Linked DNA regions of Mus musculus: all the other regions are linked to region 4. The links are chromatin contacts, called in public promoter capture Hi-C maps. All regions are on one chromosome and are shown on one strand. The core of a region is the stretch at or near the end of the contact, and the rest is flanking DNA. Distances in the headings are between cores, read along the strand shown.

The links. Promoter capture Hi-C pulls out the DNA fragments that hold promoters and counts their contacts.
Region 1: a contact with region 4 is called in a promoter capture Hi-C map of liver, with 2.3 times the contacts expected there. The contact joins the promoter of 4833422C13Rik here to the promoter of Tmem167 in region 4. A contact is called at or near these places in 2 of 39 promoter capture datasets (both in liver).
Region 2: a promoter capture Hi-C map of pre-B cells shows a contact between it and region 4. The contact joins the promoter of Ssbp2 here to the promoter of Tmem167 in region 4. A contact is called at or near these places in 5 of 39 promoter capture datasets (HPC-7-derived erythroid cells, hematopoietic stem and progenitor cells, liver and 1 more) and 1 of 9 other capture datasets (liver).
Region 3: a contact with region 4 is called in a promoter capture Hi-C map of liver, with 2.3 times the contacts expected there. The contact joins the promoter of Atg10 here to the promoter of Tmem167 in region 4. A contact is called at or near these places in 3 of 39 promoter capture datasets (hematopoietic stem and progenitor cells, liver and pre-B cells), 2 of 484 Hi-C or Micro-C datasets (CD4 T cells and embryonic stem cells) and 1 of 9 other capture datasets (adipose tissue).
Region 5: a contact with region 4 is called in a promoter capture Hi-C map of hippocampal neurons, with 4 times the contacts expected there. The contact joins the promoter of Edil3 here to the promoter of Tmem167 in region 4.

Annotation. Positions count from the first base shown.
Region 1 is chr13:91,740,556-91,743,335 of GRCm38.p6, reverse strand. 4833422C13Rik (RIKEN cDNA 4833422C13 gene) reads left to right here and starts at 1,464. Exons shown (of 2, transcript NR_015501.1): 1 at 1,464-1,914. Acot12 (acyl-CoA thioesterase 12) reads right to left here and starts at 1,815. Exons shown (of 15, transcript NM_028790.3): 1 at 1,676-1,815. The coding sequence starts at 1,805.
Region 2 is chr13:91,459,838-91,462,537 of GRCm38.p6, reverse strand. It overlaps Ssbp2 (single-stranded DNA binding protein 2), which reads right to left and starts at 1,441. Exons shown (of 17, transcript NM_024272.4): 1 at 1,290-1,441. The coding sequence starts at 1,351.
Region 3 is chr13:91,222,586-91,225,342 of GRCm38.p6, reverse strand. It overlaps Atg10 (autophagy related 10), which reads left to right and starts at 1,356. Exons shown (of 8, transcript NM_025770.3): 1 at 1,356-1,404.
Region 4 is chr13:90,088,397-90,091,096 of GRCm38.p6, reverse strand. Tmem167 (transmembrane protein 167) reads right to left here and starts at 1,430. Exons shown (of 4, transcript NM_025335.3): 1 at 1,314-1,430. The coding sequence starts at 1,316. It overlaps Xrcc4 (X-ray repair complementing defective repair in Chinese hamster cells 4), which reads left to right and starts at 1,489. Exons shown (of 8, transcript NM_028012.4): 1 at 1,489-1,600.
Region 5 is chr13:88,820,037-88,822,736 of GRCm38.p6, reverse strand. Edil3 (EGF-like repeats and discoidin I-like domains 3) reads right to left here and starts at 1,265. Exons shown (of 11, transcript NM_001037987.3): 1 at 689-1,265. The coding sequence starts at 755.

The sequences.
Region 1 (2,780 bases), core at 215-2,714, 1.7 Mb before region 4:
TTAATGGCCTCTGGTGGAACATCCTATAGCCAATCAGTCTACTGTCCTAAGCTAGGCTCTGAATCAACTCATGTCTATCTATGTGGCTCCTCAGAGAATGAGTTCTCCACTACAAGAGCATCTGTGAAAAATGGGGGGACTTTGGGTTTTACCTCAGGGATGATGGGAAGATACAGAGAGGTCCTGAGTGGGAATCAGAGATATGATTCATGTATTGAAAGTTCACTGTGCATAGATAAGAGATCCCAGGGAATCGAGATAGCACTAGGACACCAAAAGACTTTCTTCTGAAGGGAGCGTGGCAAGGCTTGCTTGTATCCAAGACTATCACTGGTCCAAAGATGAGAGAAGTCAGCATGGGCACAGGAAATTCATGTACTGCTCAACCTAGGCTTTTAGTTAGAAAGCCATTTATATTACAACACACTGGTTTTAAAAGCAGGCCTTTCTTTTATCTTTAGGCGTAAGTCGGTCACAGTCAGATCATAAATCATAACAATGCTGAGCAGCTGCCTTTTCTGGGGTGGCCATAGCACAGCATTATGGACTGGGTGGCTTGGACAATAGACATTCGGTTTCTCAGAGTTCTGAAGGCTGTCAGGTCCACCAGACTGGTGAAAACTCTCTTCCTGGTTTGCAGGCCGGCTCTTGCTGCGGCCTCACGTGTCACGTGCTTCTAAGATCTAAAAGACTTAGTGCCCTGAGATGAGGTTGTGTTCTTCTCATCTCTTTAATCCTCGATTATACGACACAGCCACACCACGGTACTTGCTGTCACTTTCAAAATACAAACTTCAGAGATGGCATGGAGAGAGACATCATTCAGTCCTTATTAGATGATTTTGTGCCACCACCCCCAACGCTTAGTGCTGGGATGGAAATCACACCGGCCTCAAGCAAGCTAGGCAAGCCCTTCGCAACTGGATTATACCAGCAGGCCTTCTTACTCCCATTCTCTCTCAGGAATATCAAGTTTCCCCTGCCTGCCTAACAGTAAATGGTAGTAAACTGAACACAGAAGAGAACCTGGCAAAGGAGCAATCAAGCTTTTAAATCATGAAAAGCATGAATTCTGACCAGTTGTGCAAGAACACTTTTGCTGTTGCAGTAAATAATGTAGTTGTTTGTTAAGAAAATATAGTAACATGTGCACATTTGTGTGTGTGTGTGTGTGTGTGTGTGTGCGCGCGCGCGCGCGCGCGCCTATGAGACTACAAAGTGAATTGGGGTTTCATGCTTGCAGTGTGAACACTTTTTCCAGCCTCAGTTCTACTTAGTCAATAAACTCTATCTTTAGAATTTTAAATATGGTTAAGTACAGATATACGCAATCTATATAGCAAAGTCTTTGCGTGGAGGCGGGGAGAGGATGTCTTCACTTTGTTTTGTGAGTTGAAAGGAATCCAGCCAAATAAACATGTGAGAACCACTAGTCTAGGTCGCTGTCAGCAGCTATCTTAGTCATTCCTGTCTGCGGCTGCTCTCAGCTCTGGGAACACTGCCCTTTACTTTGCTTCCTTCCTTTTCCCACGCTCTCTCTGGCTTCCACGCCAGCCTAGCGCATCCCTAATTTCAGACACTCCAGTCCTTCAGGATCCCCGGACAGTATCACCTCCCTGGCCACCAGCAGCAGCCCTCCCCGACCGACGGTGCCCTCGCGTGGGCCGGCACCTACCCGCCAGGCAAGCGGTGGTGTCCATCCACTTGAGCAGCTGCCCTGCGCTCAGCTCGCCGCGGGAGTCGGCATGAGCCGGCTGGATGGCCTGGCTCATGAGCACCTCACCCGGCGCCACCATCGACTCCATCGTCCTGGCTGAGAGAACCCCAGACGCCAGCAGCAGGCCATCCCGATCCCCTGGGGCCCGCCCCCGCTCCAAAGGGCGCTGCCCGCGCCCGCTGCCAGGTGCTTAGGAGGTGAGAGGTCAGGGTCCTACGAGTCAGCCGGGGACTGTCGCGAGGAGGGCGAGGAGGGCGAGGAGGGTGAGGGAGTAGAGTACGCCAGCCTCTCTCGGAGCAGAACAGGAGCGCTGCCCTAGCTCCAAAACGCATGGGGCAGAGACAGGTGTTTCTAGAATGCAGGACAATGGTCATCATCAGAAGACCTTGGCAGAGGAGGGAGCTTTAGAAGGGATTGCATGCTCTCCGGAGAGGGCAGAGCCTTTGCTGTGGAAATGTTTTAGAGAGCTTGGCTTCTGTTTTTTGTTGCTTGGTTGGTTTAGTAGTTGGCCTTTTTCCCCCTGACAGACATTGCAACACTTACTGCTCCGGCCTTTGTTTAAACTCTACCTACAGGTTCTTAGGACACTACAGCGGCTCCAAAGATCATTTTGTTAGGAAACTGATTACACTGCCAAACAAACTGAAAAACAAACGTCCCGAGGAGCTGGAGGGTGTAGTGCATCAGTCACCAAAACTAGAGAAGGCAACATTCTGAGTTTTCTAGTGTCCCCCCACCCCAACGTTCATGGGAGAAAAATCTAGGACACTGTATATGAACTCGAGGCCCACACTCAAGGCTAGCAGGTGCTATACTTTGTAGAGTGTCAGCCACTGGCTTTACAAAGCAGGTCTTTTGGGGGAAACGGGATCAAAACCCTTCAGTGGCTCTCGGATCTGAGGATGGAGTAATGGAAGCCTGGAGGGGTGAGGTGGCTTGTCTGGTACTACCTAAAACATCAGGACGAGGTGGCAGGAACCAGGGCCTCCTGACTGTCCTGGGACCTCACTGACGCCTGGGAATATTGCTGCACTTTCAGCATTAGGTCTCTGGCCACCGAGCT
Region 2 (2,700 bases), core at 192-2,691, 1.4 Mb before region 4:
AGCCTACACATTTGGATTTTTTTATTTACCAAGCTGTTTTTGTATGCAAGAGACCCAGAGTACCTCTGAGAAGGACTTGCTCTCCCCCAGCCTGAGTCCCCTCAGCAAGACAGTATGTTCAATGACAAGGATAAGCTTGACGCCCCCCCCCCGCCCCCAGCAGACCCAGTACAGGGAATCAGTCTGAACATCTGCACATAGGAAAAAGGGGGGGGGGGAGGGTTCTTCCTCGGTGTCAGAGTCACTATTCGCTCTCATTTTAGTAACAACCAAATCGCCGTTACAAGTACACAAGAATAGCAGCCAACTAGCCTGCTCCGCAGCGTGCCGCGACCGTGGCACCTCGGCTCCCCAACGTCCTCCGGGTTCCCACCGAAGTTACCACCTGTATCCCCCACGACCCAGCGGAGCGGCTTGTGCCCAGCATCTCTGCCGCAGCCCCCACGCCGACCCGCGTCGGGTCCACACCGCGGGCAGCCCTCCTCGCGGCGCCGCCACGGCCCACGGGACCTGCCCTCCGCGCCCGCGGCCACCAACCCCCGGGGACACCGCAAGTCTCAAAAAGTTCTGGGGCCGCCGCCGAGCCGGTGTGCGGCGGGAGGCAGGAGCGCCAAGCTCTCGCGACCGACCCCGCGCGGGCCAGCACACACTCTCCCTCCGGGAACTCGGCGCTCCCACTCCCAAACTTCCCCCGCCGCCCCGGACCCGCCCGCCAGCCAGCTCGGCCTGCGCCGGGAGAACCCGCGGACCCGCGTCTCTGCGCCCGCCCGCCCGCCCGGCCCACGCCCGCACTTGCCCTCCGCGCCCCGCGGGGCCCCGCTTCCGCCCGCCCGGCCCGCCGTCCTCTCCCCTCTCCACGCTCGCGGGCCCCCGCCGCGGCCCCGCCGGACCCCGGCCGCCCCGCAGCCCGCGCCCCCCAGGCCCGCCGCGCGCCGCGGCCCGGCCGTCCTGGACCACAGCTCCAAAGTTACTTTGCGAGGAGGTGAAGCCGCGGGTGGTTCCCCTCAACCACCCAAACAAGTTTCCATCCCCGCCGCCGCCGTCCCCCCGCCACGCGCGTCCCTCCCGCCGCCCGCTGCCCGCGGCCACCCACCCGGGGGGCTCCCCCGTGGAGGCAGGCGGCCGCTCCCCGGAGCCGCGCGCCCCCGCCCCGCGCCTCCCCCTGCAGCCCACCCCCGGCTCCCCCGCGGCGGGGCGGCCGTGTGGCTGCGGTTCCCGGAGAGTGCGAGTGCGTGCGCGAGTGTGCGCGCGTGCGAAGGCGGAGGTGGCTGCGGCGCGGAGACACTCACTTCTCCCGGGCCTGGCTGTCGGACGGGACGGCGCTGCTGTTACTCTTGCCTTTGCCGTACATGCTTGTGCCGAGAGCAGCTCCCACTGTCACGCACCTGTCAACCCATCACAGCCTCCCCGGGAACAGCCCCGTCCCCATGGCGACCCACGCAGCCACCCCCACCATTGGCCGCCCCACGCCAGAGCTCCGCCCTCCTCGCCCTGGCAACGCGCGAGACTGACAGGCCTCCCCTCCCTCCGGCCTGCCGGAGCGCGCGGCGGCGGCTCGGCCTAAGCGGCAGTCTCCTCCCTCCCTCCCTCCCTCTCCCGCTCCCTCCCTCCCTCCCTCCTTCCCTCTCCGCCGCGCTCCCCCTCCCGCTCTCCTTCCCCCCTCCCCCTCCGAACCCGGGCGCTAGGGGGGAATTAGAAACTGCTCTAGAAGGATTTTAAACAACTGGCTGTTCCCTCCGCCGCCGCCCCGCCCCCCGCGCCGCCCGCGCCCGGCTCCTCACTGGAGAGAAGGCGCGGGGAGGAGGGGAAAGTGCGGCCTGGAGTGCCTGGCAGCGACTGCGGAACGGGAGTCGCGGCGGCCCCAGACTTCGGGGCGCCCGGCGAGTCCACAGGCGGACCCGCGGACCCGGCGCCGGGGTCCCGCCAACCTCCTCTCCCGCTCCTCTCCGGCCAGGCACCCCGGGTCCGTACCCGCGGTTGATCTCATCCCTCCTGTCTGGGGTGTCGCCCCAATCCCGTTCCCGGAGGGCCAGCAGGCCGGGGACGCCCGCTCTGAACCCTCGACCTTCTGGCTCAAGGACTGAGCGAACCTCTGTCTCTCCCTGGGAGGCACCGTGCCTCCCATTGGGGCGCCCGCTGAGGTGCTGTCGCCGGCTCTGAAGTCAAGCCCTGAATCCCAAAGGACCACCCTCCCTGGCGTCTGCCTCCTGTCTAAGAGGGGACTACACCCCCTCCCCTTCCCAAAGAGGTCAAGAGACCGACTCGTGGGACCGCAGTGGCCCAAGGCCTGGGTCCCTACCTCCCCAGTACTCTGCACAGACCTGCAGCAGACCAGGGGCCCAGGCATTCTCTACTCGGCCTGCTTTTATAGTTTGGATGGGCAATGTCATTTCAATTTGACCCTTGGACTGGAAAGATTCAGAGAAGGCCCTGAAAGACATCCCTGTATTTGCCCAGCAGAATAGGCCGCAGAGCCCAAGATGTGCAAAGCTGTGCCCAAGCTGAAAACTCCCGGAGAATATTTTTGGATCCAAGTCCCTAATCTCATTTCAGTGAATGCGCAAAAGTTTCTCAAGACACACGCAACCTGGTTTCTGATAGACTCCATCCTTTATTTTGTTAAAGATCCTTGGCTGTAAAATCAGACAGAGTAGAAATCCGGTTGAGAGAAGAGATGAGCTTCAAATGGGAGGTGACAGG
Region 3 (2,757 bases), core at 107-2,606, 1.1 Mb before region 4:
GTAATTTTTACTTTATTTTTAGAAAATAATAAAGCAGACTTGGCTGCTCTAGAATTTCCTCTATAGCCCAGATTGGCCTTGAATTCCTCTTGCCACCACCCCCTATTACTTCACTGAGTGCTGGGGTTATAAGCATGAGCTGCCATACCCTACAAATAACTTCTTATCCTTCAAAACAAACTAACACGTCAAATAGAAGCAGGTTAAGATGTTCCAAGCTTTAATCCTAACACTTAGATGTAGAAGTATTTACAGTTCCAGGCTAGCCTAGGCTACAGATTCCTTCTAATTAAAAAATAAATTAAATTAGGTGCTACCAATTAATTAATAGTTGCTCAAAAAAGTTAAAGTTCATTTTTACAAAACTGTTTTAAAACTATTTTGTGTGTGGCAAAATGTCACTTTTTTTGGTTTTTGTTTTGACAAACAAAATAGTGGTTTAATCATCAATAAAACCAACAATCAGAAACTACCATCCTTCTACCATCCTTCTAACTTCTAAGCCCCTTTTAAAGTTAGCCCCTTCCCCATCTTTTGCCAGTGGTCACTACAGATCTATGTTCTGTCCAATTATAAAACAAACTCAGAACACATACACACACACACTGTTAACCTTTTATTTCGAAACAATATGGACTTACAGGAAATTGCAAAACCATTACCTAGAGTCCCAGGAATTTATTAGCTACTTAACATGGTAATCTTACACTACTTGCTCAAGACCAAAATTTCCCTTTTCACATTTGAAGACAGCAGTTTCATTTTGCCTGTTTCTTTTCTAAGAAATACTGTACTGTTTAAAGGACCAGACATGCTTTTCCTGAGATATTCTATCGGTCCCCATAACCCCTAAGACTCCTACATCTTCTGGTATTTTCCTTGGCCCTACCATTGCCTCTTGGTTTCATTTTACTGATTGGTATTTTCTGATTTTTGTGCTGCAAATGATACAGTTACTAGCATTCGAATTCCTAACTTCTCGCCCCAGCCTTAAATGGGTGGCAGTGACCACCTCATTTAGCTGGTACTGCTCTCTAGGCTCTTGGGGATGCTCGCGGCCCTCATCCTGGCTCGCACTCTACTTGTCACGAGTCCCCTGTTTATAGCCAGGCGTCTAGAATGACTGCGTGTGGGGAAGGGAGTGCAGATACCCTGGCTCGGGGTTGCCCCTGCCTGGCCGAGAGCACCAAGCGGGTTAGGCTCCGGGAAAGTGAAGGCTGCTGGCGCCCGGGTTGCAGGAAGGTCTCGCCCGGACGTCACCGTGCAGCCCCACTGCGCATGCTCACCGCAGCGCGGGCAGAGCTCCTCCGCTGCCGTGTCGCTCCTGCGGTCCCGGCCCCGCCCCGTCCCTCCCCGCTCCGCCCCGTGCGCGCCGCCGGCTCCAGGTCAGGGCGAGCGAGCGGGGTGAGTACACCTAACCTCGGCGACCTAACCACGGCGGTACCTCCGCCGCTGCCTGCAGCCCTCGCCCGCCTCCTGGGACCTGAGAAGGGTGGAGGATCGGCCAGCCAGTAACAGGCCTGGGAGGTGGGCGCGGGCCGCCCAGGCGACCTTTCCACCTTGTGCTAGGAATGTGCTCACGTGACCTTGAAACAAAGGAAGTTAAGTGACTGGCAGGCTTTTCAGATTTGCAGCCAACACAACCTCCTCCCCCCATAATCTATAAAACCGGGAAGGTGGGGGAGGGGGGCGGAGATAAAGGACTAGTTAACTGATTTATAGAAGCCATACTTGCATCTATAGTGATAATTATGAAAATCTTGGTAGTAAAGCCCAGGGTTTCAGAATCAAAATGGAGCCCCATTTTCTGCAGTTACATGTTTTCGGCAAGATGTAAATTGTTTCCAACTGTAAGGAAAAAACAAAACAAAACAAAACAAACCAACCAGAACAGTCTTGGGTTTGTTTTTGAGAGAGATTTGTACTATGTAGCCCACGCTGGCCTGGAACTCTAAACAACCCTGCCTCTGTCACACAAGTGTTGGGATTCCTAGTGGGCACTCTCATGCCTGTTTTACCTATCTTGAGCCTCTTGCCTCAGCCTCTCCTCAGAGAAGCTGAGTTTATAGACCCCCATCTCAGGTTACAGGGGCCATCAGCTTCCCTCCAGTGCTTGTGTTCATGTTTTAAGTTCTCTTTGACAATTGGCTTCCTCTTTCTAAGTGCAATAGTTCTTTTCCAAAGGCTTACTTTGGGTCATTATAATGTGACAGTGGCCCCCACTGTGGTGATGAAAGTGAACATTTATGATGGTTAGGGTTGGAGAACACAGACCCTGTGCAGGACTCAAGTCTATTTTAGGATTCCAGGTACCATTGCTCCTCATTGCTTCCAAAGTGTCCGATATTGACAGGAAAAAATGACACAGAATGAAAAACTTAGCAGAAAAAAAAAAATTCAGAGCAACAAGGGAGTTAAAAGTCTCACAGAGCAGTTTTAAAGACGTCATGCCTGAGCTTGATGGCCTATCCCTCTCACCCAAGTGTGGGGCAATGGGCTATACACACCCCAGCCTGGCATAGCTAGAGGCAGAGCTACCTCCATTTTGAGGCTAGCCTGCACTATGCATGGCTAGATCCTGTCTCAATGAGCAAAAAAAAAAAAAAAAAAAACCCAGAAAGTTGTTATTTATATTTTAATGGAAGAAACTAGAGTAAATAGTTCTAAGCTGGATTCATTTGAATATGGAATATTTCAAGATTAGGGTGTAGATCTTACTATACAAAGTGGGGATATCTAAGACAGTGCTTTAAAAAT
Region 4 (2,700 bases), core at 181-2,680:
CCGATCCTAGACAACTCAGGCTCCCTACTTTTCTCTTCCTTTACCTGGAAATATCTCAGAAGTCAGGAATTTAAAGCAAGACAATGCTTAGAAACTACATCTTCTACACATCAAGTACTAGTAAACAAAAGCTTGTTTTTGGAAAAAGTTAAAATACTGTACATCTTAAATTATCTTGATTTTATCTAAGTAGGAGAGGATGTAAAATGTACCTTTGACTAAGAGCAAAGTCATTCTACTTGTTTCTCGGTAAATAGGCAAGAAAGCAACTTTTCAAGTTCTGTAACTGTTTATTAACATCCTTTTGACCAAGAATATACTATCTGCAGTACGAAGTAAAAAAAAAAAAAAAGGCTTTAATGGACTCAAATTCAGTATCTTCTAATCGTAGAATTTGAGGTCTAGTGGGGGTGGGAGAGTCCTGGCTGATTTTGAGATGATAACACAACAAGCTTTCTCTAGAAATATAGTTATAAATGGCTTCTAAACCCACTGAAGTGATAGTGAAGGGAGATTCCTGCATTTACCAGACTACTGAAAAGATGCATTCATAGATCTTTAAAAGTTAATTACTAATGTTTACTTTACTCAGGGGCTTTCTGTTCCTTGTCCTGACCTTTGTTGTTGTTGCTATTTGTGATTTATAGTGTAAGGTTTTCTGAGGTTTAAACTATTAAACAATCAATAATAACACGCATAGGAACTCCCAAAGTGAGTGGTGGTCTGCGAGTAAGGCTCAAGTTCCTTCGAGACAGTAACTAAAATCATTAAAAACATTCGTTTGCAAAGAAGTGTCTTTAGAATTGAAAAAACGATGAGGGAGGGGCCCTATCTCGCCATTGATTCCACAGGTAAAACGGAAGCAGTAGTATCTAGTGTTAAGAAAACCGGCAATCCATTAATTACTGCAGAAAGATGCAGGTTGGGTGACACAGGGAACACATAAAAGAAAGGGGAAAGGGGGAGACTGAGACTCCAGCGTTTGAAAGTGTATATCCGTCCAGATATTTGTAGCAGATGGCAATCGGCTTAGTGGAATGCCACCGTAATTCCACACTAAACAACGCAGCAAGTCGGCCTCTTGGCGAGGGGCCGAGTCCACCACCCGGGTTCTTCCTAGGACTGTTGGCCTGATGCTCCGGGATGTGCATCGCGGCCGCATGACTCCCAGCCTGTGCACCCTCGGATCCCCGGAGAATCACGCTAGCGCCAGGGCTCCCGCGCCCCACAGCGCCCGCACCATCCCCGCCGCCCCGCACGAGCCGCGGCCCCGCCGAGAAACTCAACCGCGGCCAGGAAGCCCAGGTTCTTACCATAGTGAGGCCGGTGCTGGTCCAGCCACATCACCCTTCCGGGCCGGGGCGGAAGAGGATGCAGGCCCGCTGTGCTTCCCGCTCGCTCCAGCGGTCCGGTTGGACCTATCGCGGCGCCTCCGCCCATGCCGCACCATTCAGACTCCGTGATAGGCTTCTGTTACCGGAAGAGGTGGGACTTGGCCGACGACTCGCAAACCACGGTATTAGCGGATTCTCTCATTGGGCGCATCGGTTTATCTCTGGCGTCCACAATTTTTAGAAGACCGGAAGTGGAGTACTGAGAGGTAGGGCCCGGAAGTGGCTGTGGTGTCTTTCCAGAAGCAATGCATTTTTTCCCCCCTTTCTATGTCAACCTCCTGTAGTCCCTGATTTTAGCTTTAAAGCTGCGCAGTGCGTGCTTTTTACCCTGTCTGTGACCCCCTGAGCCTTTTGTAGATGTAAGGTTTTCCCAATGTGAGCACCTGTTGGGCTCCTTCCTAAGTGTCTCTTTCTGTGTCACGTGGAATTTTCAGTCGTGAGGGACTCCTTGGAACTGTGCTGAGCTGCTCTGTGGTGGAGACTTGGATTTAAAAGGCTGCGTCCAGTGTGATGACCCACCAGCCCCTCCCGCCAGCCAATGCTGGCCTTGGCTGGCCCCCTCCTTGTTTGCACACTCTACATCCGGGGCTTAGACGTTCTAGGCCGTGGGGAGAGGGAAAGAACTCTGTGGTAGCTACTGGAAAGGAACGGCCCATTCCCGAGGGGATTATTTGGCTAGTATAAAACCAGTGGGTGAGAAACGATTTCACCTCTAGTTCTCTTTATGAGTTTTGTAGATACGGGGAAGATGTAATCTGATGTGTTCAATTTTATATACATTCTTGGAATGATTCTGAAGTCGGGCACTTTCCCCACTCTTCCAAGTGTATCAAAATTATGGAAATCCTGTGTGTTTAAATAATTGTTTTTTTCCTTTAGTCAGTATGGCTCTAGTATTTATTCAGAATGTTACCCATTCTTTAACTTAATGACCTAGAAGAAGTATAGAAAGCTTTAGTGAAGGAAACTGATGTGATATGTTAATTTCTAACCATTATTTAGCTGAATCATGAGAATCTAGTACTTATGGCAACACAGTACTTTTACCTAGTGCTATGCTATATGTGATTGTGTTTATTACTGCATTGTCATCCAAGATTTTATTTGAAATTATTACTACATTTTTAAAATCAGTTATACCCAACTGCTAAACCTGTTGATCAAATACTCAAGTTCAGAATCTGCATCTTAGTGGTATCAGGAGACTGCAGGACAAGGGATTTCTTTGAGTATTTGAATGGGGGACTGGGGATTAGGCCAATAGGAGAAGTGATTGTCATTGAATAGTCTCAAAATTGCTTTGTGT
Region 5 (2,700 bases), core at 16-2,515, 1.3 Mb after region 4:
TTACCAAGAGTTAAGGTCTTACCCAGAGGGAGTACAAAATAATGCTCAAGCCCCCTGGGGTTGGAGGAGAAGAGAGTTGTTTGAGCTGTTGTAATTGAAGTCACGCGCCCAAGAGGAGGGTTGGGGAGAAAGCTAGCGACTTAGTAGACCTCTCTCTTTCTCATTGGCAGTATGAACTCTCAATATCGGGTCCAGGTTGACAGACCCCTTAGCCCCCACCCCCACCCCCACCCCTGTCCCTGCACCAGAGCACTGCATCCAGCTTACCGCCCGGTGGTTATCCAGGCTATTCTAGCACCTACTAGATGATGGCCCAGCACACTTAGCTCTGTCAGGTCTCTATCACAACCTCACAACCCTGTCCGCTGTCATCGGCCAAGAACATTGATATTTGCTAGTCAGGGGTCGCGCAGGGAATCACTAGCAAAAAAAAAGCCTAGGAAGACAACCCCTTCACACCCCCTCAATCTTCTTATTTTCTAGATCGCACCCTCTTCCCAGGCTCAGCCTGGGGCACTCCACACGGACTTTGCTAGCACTTTGGCAGGGTATCCAGGGAGCATCGCCTCTTTCGTAGCGCTCCTCACGCCGTGCACGCACTGAGGACCCACTGTGGCCCCTTGAGCGGCATTTCCAAAGGTGCTCCCCGCCCGTCCCTCATCCAGGGACCCCTGCCCAGCCACCTCACCTTTGCCGAACTGGGGCACCCCGAGGCTGAGTCCAACCAAAAGCCAGGCTGCTACCAAGTGCTTCATGATCCCTTCTCACGGACGTGACCTGGGCTGGTCCGGGGTCGTAGCGGAGGGCACAGTAGGCGAGGCGGCCCTGCAGGACAGCAGTAAACCCCGCCCTGTCAGAGATTCAAGAGGACGTCTTTCCTCCCGCAGCGCTTCCTCAAATTCTTGGGAAGGGCGATAAAAGAGTGGTGGCCCTAGAGAAAGGGTGATTCACCCCTCACTCCAGCTTCGCCTGAGCTGGGGTGCGCGGAGGTGGGTGCGCTTGAGAGAGGCTGGGGCTGCGAGTGGGTCCTAGCAGAGGCACAGCGGGCGGAGCGCGGGCTCCTTGGGTTCCTGGCTCCCCGATTTCCGTGCGCGCACCGCAGGCGAAGCGGCCAGCAGTGACTACGGCTCACGCTGCTGCCGCGGCGGCTGCGGGGGCTTCTGACTTGGAGAACAATGAAGCGAGAGCTGGAGGGGAGCGAGCCTGAGGCCAGGAGCGCACTGTGTACAAACAGTGGCGGCGCGCGTGTGAGACTGAGCCTAGCTGGCTTTGGGCGCCCCCGGCGGCCCGCCCCCCTACCCTCCCTCTTCTTATTGCCTTCTCCAATCTCTCTCTCTCTCTCTCTCTCTCTCTCTCTCTCTCTCTCTCTCTCTCTCTCTCTCTCTCTCTCTCTCTCTCCCTCCTTCCCTCTCTCTTCCTCTCCCCCCCATTCTCTCTCTCTCCCCCAGCTTTGGAAGGTGGCTCCTTCTGCTGGAAGAGAAAGGGAGGCAGCCGCAGCCACACCCTGACTGATACCTGCCACTATCTGCTAAGTTCCACATCTTCTCCACCTAAGATGCAAACTCTAAGGTTAAGGGAATACGATAGATGTCCGAAAGTGTTGGTTCCAGGTTTGGTTTTATGGTTAAGTGTACAAAAGAGTCCACTGAACTTCAGGACTGCCAGGAAAGGAAGTTAAGAGATTTCACAAAGTGGCTCTAGGAGCCTCAAGCTTGGTGAGACCCAAGACTGCTAAAAGAAGTCTCAGTTTCTCAGGAGTCACGATTTAGTCAGGAGCCAGACAGGCAAGACAGGCTGCTGCTCTGTTGTTCTGCCTGCAAATCAGTTTGCTCAGGGCTGAAGAGAAAGGTTGTGGGCTCATCTGCTCTCAGTGGAGAAAGGGCATAAGCAAGTGGGAGGCATGTAAGCAGGACATCTGTTTCACATGAAGGAAGTCATAGAAAAACAGAGGAAAGAGCAGATTCTTGACACATCACTCAGGTGGATCAAATTTCGCTGTTCTTCACCAAAACTAAAATAAATGGGCTTATTTTGCACTGAAAGTGATTGAACTGAAAATAAAGCCTCTGGCTTACAATTGTACTTTCTCCCCTGTTTTTCAGTTAGAATGATTGCTTACTGTAGATTCAATTCCTGTGGTACCAAGTACCAAAATGAAACAGGGTTCTCTGCCCTCCCCGAGTCACCATTAGGAAGGGAGATAGGAGGATATAAACACATGCGTAGAGAAACTGAAGAAATGAAGAAAATTGTCACTCTCAGGATTAGATGCTGAAAGGAGACAACCATGAAACTTCTTTATTTCTTCCTCAAGTCCTTGGAACCTCATCTTGTACCATCTCTCTGTCTGGAGTGATATCAAGGGTGGGAGGACATGCAAACCAATTGAGAAATAAAACCAAATGAGGGCAAGAGAGAGAAGTAATGTGTAATATGGGCAAAACACCAACCACAATAAAACATGTTTCCCATGCTGAGTGAGAGGGTGACAATACATGTTTAAAAAACTAACCAGAGCTCCCAGGGATTAAACCATCAACCAAAGAATACACATGGAGGGACCCATGACTCCAGCCATATATGTGGCAGAGAAGGGCCTTGTTAGGTATCAATGCGAGGAGAAGCCCTTGGTCCTGTGAAAGCTCAATGCCCCCAGTGTAGGGGAATGCTAGAATGGTGAGGCAGGAGTTGGTGGGTGGT